Linked DNA regions of Mus musculus: region 1 is linked to region 2. A link is a contact called in public HiChIP or PLAC-seq data. All regions are on one chromosome and are shown on one strand. Each heading gives the region's core, a stretch centred on a gene start, on an enhancer-like site or on the middle of the called end of the contact. The rest is flanking DNA. Distances are from core to core; before and after follow the strand shown. Region 1 has its middle 47 kb from the start of Gm34757. Region 2 overlaps Gfra2 (glial cell line derived neurotrophic factor family receptor alpha 2).

Evidence for each region. HiChIP or PLAC-seq counts read pairs in DNA pulled down with a chosen protein or histone mark.
Region 1: a contact with region 2 is called in a BATF HiChIP or PLAC-seq map of CD8 T cells, with 8 read pairs. The contact joins two enhancer-like sites. A contact is called at or near these places in 1 of 15 datasets of contacts at CTCF or cohesin (CD8 T cells), 1 of 484 Hi-C or Micro-C datasets (the HL-1 cell line) and 3 of 115 datasets of contacts at active chromatin or transcription factors (CD8 T cells, astrocytes and memory CD8 T cells).

The regions. Positions count from the first base shown.
Region 1 is chr14:71,118,623-71,121,879 of GRCm38.p6, forward strand. No RefSeq gene overlaps it. Among named protein-coding and RNA genes, the nearest start is that of Gm34757, 47 kb to the right of the region's middle. Within about 2 kb of position 1,984, at least 13 of the 459 cell types and tissues checked have an H3K27ac peak or open chromatin away from gene starts, as enhancers often do. A contact at or near this core is called in CD8 T cells and memory CD8 T cells, where this site is marked.
Region 2 is chr14:70,962,044-70,965,545 of GRCm38.p6, forward strand. All of the region lies in intron 4 of Gfra2 (glial cell line derived neurotrophic factor family receptor alpha 2), which reads left to right. Among named protein-coding and RNA genes, the nearest start is that of Gm34588, 22 kb to the left of the region's middle. Within about 2 kb of position 1,373, at least 56 of the 459 cell types and tissues checked have an H3K27ac peak or open chromatin away from gene starts, as enhancers often do. A contact at or near this core is called in CD8 T cells and memory CD8 T cells, where this site is marked.

The sequences.
Region 1 (3,257 bases), core at 734-3,233, 160 kb after region 2:
ATGGTTAAGATAAATAACAGAGAAATAGAGAGATAGAGAAATGTGGGTAAGGACCGAGAAGGTGACAGAAATTATCAGAAGAGCCAGGGGTGACCCAGGAGCCAGAATTCAGATGGAAATCAACAGTGGAAGCAACTGTCCTGCAGGGGATGGGGAAGAAGTGTGGAGGGCTTGTTGTGTAAGATCCAGGGATAGAGAATGACTGAGGACACCAGAAAGGACAGAGCGTGGGGAAGAGTTTGGATGGGAGCTCCAGACGCACTGGCAAGATCACATTAATGGCAAGGTGCCAATGCCTGATGCTTTGTCGCTCGTTCACAGAAGCTGAATGGAGTCCTTGAGAATCACGATGATGGAGCAGAAGAAAGGAAGTGCCGGGAGGCTGGAGAGAGGTACAATATCTGGGATCTGCATCTTAGAACTTGTCTTCAGGTAAAGTAGGTGGAGAAAGAACCGGATTGCATTTAAGATATTTCTAGCAATTACCTCCAAGAAGCTTTCTGTAGTGGTAAATTTCTGCGTGTGCACTTACAGTTTGGTCACACACTGATATGTTCTGCATAGTCCTGTCGAATTAGAATTCTTACATTGAAATCTAATCATCTCAAAAAAAAAAAAGTATCATGAAGTGGACCCTCTGGAAGGTAGATAATTTATCTTGAGCCTTATATATAGCATTAATAGCTTTATGAAATATTTTTGTGTTAGGTGCTCAAATACCTGAGTTAATACCAGTTTAAATGAAAAAGAGTCTGTTGGACTCACTGATTCAGGGGTTCTGTTCCCTAGCCCCATCTCTGACGTCCTGAGATAAGGACAGCATCATGGCAGTGGGAGGCATGACAGAAAAGGCCTGTAACTTCATGGCAAGCAAGGAGCAGAGATTAAAGAGCATGGCTGTGTTATCTGACTTTCTCCAACTCCCCTCCTCCACACTCCAGCCTATGGAATGAACAGCATAGCCTGAATTCAGAGTGGGTCTGTACTTAATTCTCTCCACAAGCACCCTTACAGACACATCTGGAGGTGTGGATTATTAAATACCTAGGCACTGCTCAACCCGGTCAAGATTCACTCTCACAACTTTTGAGAGGGACATGGAAGGAGATGTCACCAACAGACACCAAGCCACTGGCATCTTGTGGGACTTGCTAGTCTCTAAAACTGTGCTGTTTATAAATTACTCAGTGTAGGGCATTTCGTTAATTAGCTTAAATGCACTAACATATACACTGAACTCCATGGGCTAGGTGATAATGCCTCAGAGGCCATAGAAGGTGGACCCCGGGCAAGGCCAGGTTCAAGGGGGGGGGGCAACTGTTTAGTCTTCTAAGTAATGCTTTTGGAGGTAGAAGTGGGATGGATTTGAGGAAATTGCTAGTGTTCCACAGAGAGACTTTCTCTGTGTGTGAATCGTGACTGTGATGATGGCTAAAATTCAGGAGGGGAAAAAAAAAACCTGGCTCAACAAACAAACAAAGAAACAAACAACCCTGGAGACTTGTGAGAGGCCATCTGAAGCAATTCGGTGTCTGGAGCCCTGAGCTATTTAATGTTTCCAGCAATGAACTAGACGATGAAACAGAGAGCACGCTCATTAATTTCATAGATGACACCCAGCTGAGGCTGGAGGGGGCACCTTGGAGGATCCGATTAGAATTCAAATTGACTGGAGTAAGTTTTAAAGATTGGTCAGAAACCAACCAAATAAGATCCAGGAAGGACAAGGGCAGAGAGAGGGGAAGACAGCCTTCGGAAGGACTAGGAGAGTGAATTGCTAGGTTTTAATCCTGCCTGAAACCTGCTGACTCTCTTGACCTCCCTTGCCTGACACATCACAGCTGACATTTGCACACAGCGTACGATGAACTTTCACAGTTCTCTCCTTGGGGCCCTGGGTGACAACACCCTTAGAGAGGGGGCTGTTAGGAATAAGTTCATGATGGGTTCAGAGATGTTAGAACATCTGCCTTAGGCCACACAGCTGATAGGTGTCAAAGCCAGATGCAAACTCATTTAGCACTTTACACAGCTCATTTGACACTTACCTCAGAGTGCTTTACTGTCTTATCTGATATGTGACCTCATTCGGTGGTAAAGTCCCTGGATCCCGCACCTTGGCCCTAGGCAGTACCTATTTCCATCCATGTCAGGCTAAGATCCCATGATGTACCCGTCTGACACAATTCTTACCAGCCGCTTCACCAACTTGGATTCAGTCTAGCTGGGCCAAACCCACCAGCTTGCTTTCACACTCTGATGTTGGTCCAGGTACCTATCGGTACTCCTCCATACCTGGCTTATTGAGAACCCTTGGAGAGAATAGCACAATTGGGTAGAAAGAGCCACTGTGGAGTTATCAGGCAGGCTTGTTGGTTCTGCTTGGCAACCAGTCTTTCCAGTCTCTGGTCAGTTGGCTCCCCTTCGGTCCTAACCTCATTACTGGCCCATTTACTGTCATTGTTATCCTACTGAAGAGAAGACAGGCCACCTGGCAAGTGGTCCCTCAACTTCCAGTTTTCAGTATCTTCCACTTTGCTCAACTCTATACTAGCTCTCATCTCCAGCCTCCTGGCTGTGAGGAGCCGCCCTCACATTTGCCATTATAAGATGGCACTGACAGCTGTGTTCTAAGTGGTAAACATAGTCTGCACACATGCAGGGGCAGTTTTCCCACCATGTGTTCTGCCTTTCCCGTGATGACAACTGGGCCGATGGGCTGCAGCCAATCAGGGAGTAATACATCCTAGGTGGAGGATAATTCTCCTTAAAAAGGGATGGGGTTTCGCCATTTGCTTGCTTGCTCTCTTGCACTCTGGCTCCTGAAGATGTAAGCAATAAAGCTTTGCCGCAGAAGATTCTGGTTTGTTGCGTCTTTCCTGGCCGGTCGTGAGAACGTGTCTAATAACAATTGGTGCTGAGACCCGGGACGGGACGAGAAATTCCGGGACGAGAAAAAACTCGGGACTGGCGCAAGGAAGATCCCTCATTCCAGAACCAGAACTGCGGGTCGCGGTAATAAAGGTTCCCGTAAAGCAGACTGTTAAGAAGGATTCAACTGTATGAATTCAGAACTTTTCAGCTGGGGAACGAGAGTACCAGTGAGTACAGCTTTACGAGGTAAGTCCGATCTTGAACTTTCTAACGAAATTCAAGACAGTCTATCAGAAGTAAAGTGGAATATGTTTGGCCTTGAATTTTTTCTGGTGTTAGGAGCCCTTTTGTTCCTTTTCACATGTTATCAAGTGGTTAAGGCA
Region 2 (3,502 bases), core at 123-2,622:
CCATTCCAGCATCTGAAGGCTTGGTAGTGAGATTACCAGCTTTGATGCAGCAATTTTAGGCAGTGTATGTTTGGGGCGGAGCCTAGAGAATTTGCATGCCTAGCAATTTCTGGCCAATGACAGTGCTGGTAGTCTGTTTACTACACTTTGAGAAGGGTGTTATGTGGCTTGCTTTCTGCTTACCAGCTCTGTTCTTTCTCCTTTGATCAGGGCACCTGTGGCAGCAGATTAAAGAGATAGCATGCCCCAGGGTAGGGCAATTGAGGGCAGGGAGGTAAGAGTGGGTAGGTGGGTGGAGGAATACCCTCATAGAAGCAGGGGGAGGGAGGATAGGATAGGAGGTTTCAGAGGGGAGGGGGCAGAACTGGGAAAAGGGATAACAATTGAAATGTAAATAAAGAAAATATCCAATAAAAATATCAAATAGAAAAAAAAGAGGTAGGATGCCAAGTAAAATTTGAATTCCAGATTCAAAAAACTTTTTTCTAGTATAAATATGTCTGAGATGTAAAATAATAATAATAATAATCATAGTAATAGTAATAATAACAAAATTTATCTGAAATTCAAATGAGATGAACATGCTGCATCTAATATGACCACCTTTTCATCAAATTAGGGTCAAGTGTCTCTCTCCTGCTGCTTCCCTGTGATTGAATAGGCCACAGCTGTTGATGAACCAGGCCCAGAGAGGGCTCGTGATTTTGGGGCAATCCACCTGCTCCCCTGAGCTCAGCTGAGAGGAATTTAGTTTGTGTGCATTTCCACTCTCTTGATGGCTCTCTGCTCTTTTCTCTCTGCTTATCTGCCTGTTTTTTCCTCTCAGTGATTTCTTTACCCCACCTCTTTTCTGGAGGGCAGGAGGGGGGACCTTAAATCTGAAGTGGGGGACTGATCCGGGAAAGATCAGCTCTTGGCAGCAGAAACAGAATCCAAGAGACCAGTGATATCTCAGGGTCTGGGGGATGAGTGGCATTTTGCCTAGAGGAGGTGGCGATCACCAATTGGCACCCCACATATAATGGTTTGGGCTGGAGTGCTCGTGTGGTTGATTCTCCTTGTGCTGGAGTTGGAGTATGTAAAGGGCCTGAAGGAAATTGACTCCACTTGGTCTCTTGTTCTGGCAGAGGAAGCTCGCTGCTGTGGGTTTATCACAGATTGAGAGGCAGAGAGAAACTTGAGCAATCAAAGGCCTCCTGGAGACTTGGACTTGGCAACCTTCTAAATGGCCCCATTTGTCCCCTTTGCTTGCCAAGCTGCCTTGATGCTGAGAGTGGCTAAGATGACAGCAGAAGGCCTAGCTGCTTCCCTCCCTTCCCGTCCCCTCACCAACCAAATCCACATCCTTTACTTTTGAACAGTATCACGTCTGGGGTTCCTGACACTAACCACCAGACTTCTTTGAGGGCAGTAGGCTGGAGCCACACTGAGATGATACTGAGATGGTGTTTTCACTTTACATTACCCTGGGGGCCTGGCTGCGGGGGCTCTGCGCACGGTTCCTAAGTTTCCAGAGCCCCTGCTTTTTTCCCTGCGTTCATCGTGGCATGGGAAGGATCAGTGGATTCAGGAGGGCAGGGTCTTCCTGGGATCCACCAAGCAGGCCTTTGGAGCCCTCCCTTCTCATGACATGCTCACATTGCCCACACAGGATAAAGTGGTGTGTTTCTGTTCTCTGTGGGTCATGAATAGTCATTTCCTGTTTGCGATTGCCAGGCAGAGCGCTGAGGGAGAAAGCGGTAAAGATGATGATTCCTATCTACATTGGGAGCTGCTTTGTACAGTATCTCTCACCGCTTTATTGAAGCTCTGGGCAAGCGTAGCTTTCTACTTAAGTGGGGACACTGAGTACCAGAGACATAGCCAGTGAGCCTCAGGTCACACAATAGAACAAGAGCTTGCGCACCATCATGTGACAGATGGCTCTCCCAGCAGCTGGACCAGTATCCTTCTTGCCAGCTCAGGAACCCCTCTGGCTACAATCCTTGGAGGGGTCTGTACTCTTTCACCTTCTGTTCTCTGGCTTGCACCGTCACCCCCACTTCTCCTATAGAGCCAGGCTGATCTCTCCTTTGCTGGTGAAATGTCCTAGATATCTCTCAAGTGACATTTTTCATTTCCTCCCATGTATATTTCCACTTCTCCAGCCTTTGAGTTGGTGGTTTTGAGAGGTTCCTGGCACTTCGAAGCCAGACAAATATATGCGGTGTTCCTAGTGTCGTGTGATCTTGGAGTCAAACTTTTGAGAGAGGACAAGGCCGTTCTGGATGCTGGTGTCAATGGGAGCAGTTCAAGAGGCTTCCAACAGCTACAGGTCTAGCTGGAACCCTCAGCTCAGTTCTGGGCAGATGATGTTATTTGTAAGGAACTGAGAGGATAGTAGCATTTCACCAAAGCCCTGTGCCGTAATCAGAGGGGTGGAGAGCCTTGAACATGTCATGGGGTTCCCTTCTGATTCCATATTGATGTGCTTACCATTCCCATCGTCACTCTGTCAGACACAGGCCAGGGGATCTGCTCCTAGTTGGAGCAAAGATGAGGGATAGCTACCATCCATGACTATTAACAGGGCCTTAGAGGATGTGGATGAAGAAATACGTAAATAATAATATTAGCAGTGGATGTTCTTATTGGGAAGATCAAACAAAGCAATGTCAGCAAGTCTCTGTGCTGTTGAGTTGCCTGGTCTAGGCTTTCTGTGTGGTTGCACTGAGAAAAAGGACAAATCCAACATGATCATGGAAAAAGAACCTCTGTGTTGAAGGTTTCGGTGGCTTTGGGGATGCAGGAAGTAGGAGATAGAGTCCATACATGCCCACATGGAATTGAAATGGACTCTTGCATTTCAGTTAGAGGGTGTGTTTAAATAACCCGTAGAGAAGATGTTTAAACAGCTTCATAGAGAAGATGGTAAACAGTGGTTGCTCACGATATAGGATTCTACAGGACCTCCATTCTGCCTTTATGTTCTCCTGTTGCTTCTGTCTGGGGGGAGATTTGGCCAAAATGGAGTATTTGAAAACCCCATAGTGTCCCCCAAGGATGTACCTGAGTATCAGAGACCAGGTAGCTTATGGCAGAAACAGACTCTCTTATAGTTGAAGTCATAAGTCTGAGGTTGAAGTGTCAGTGGGACCATGCTTGCTTTGTGCTGTCAGAGACTGAGAGGGGCTGATGAATGGGGTCACATGGGCAGGACACTCCCCTCTAGGGGGTGATGGTTGCCTTAGACAGGATAAGGGGGAAGCTTCCGTAATCCAGGCTGATGGAAACTTCTGTGGCCAGAGTACTAGGAGAAGAGGGAAAAAGAAGGGAGCTAGCCAAGGGTGTGACTTTGTGCCACATTCAACTCTGTGGCGGGGTAATGAGAACAGGCCTGGACCTGCTCCTGGCTGAGTGTGACTGAGCTGTACAGCACAGGTGGTTACAAAGCCATGTCACAGGTACTGATGACAATGGGTGATGGCATGCTAGGTCATGAAGAGAAACATTTAAAAGGTGG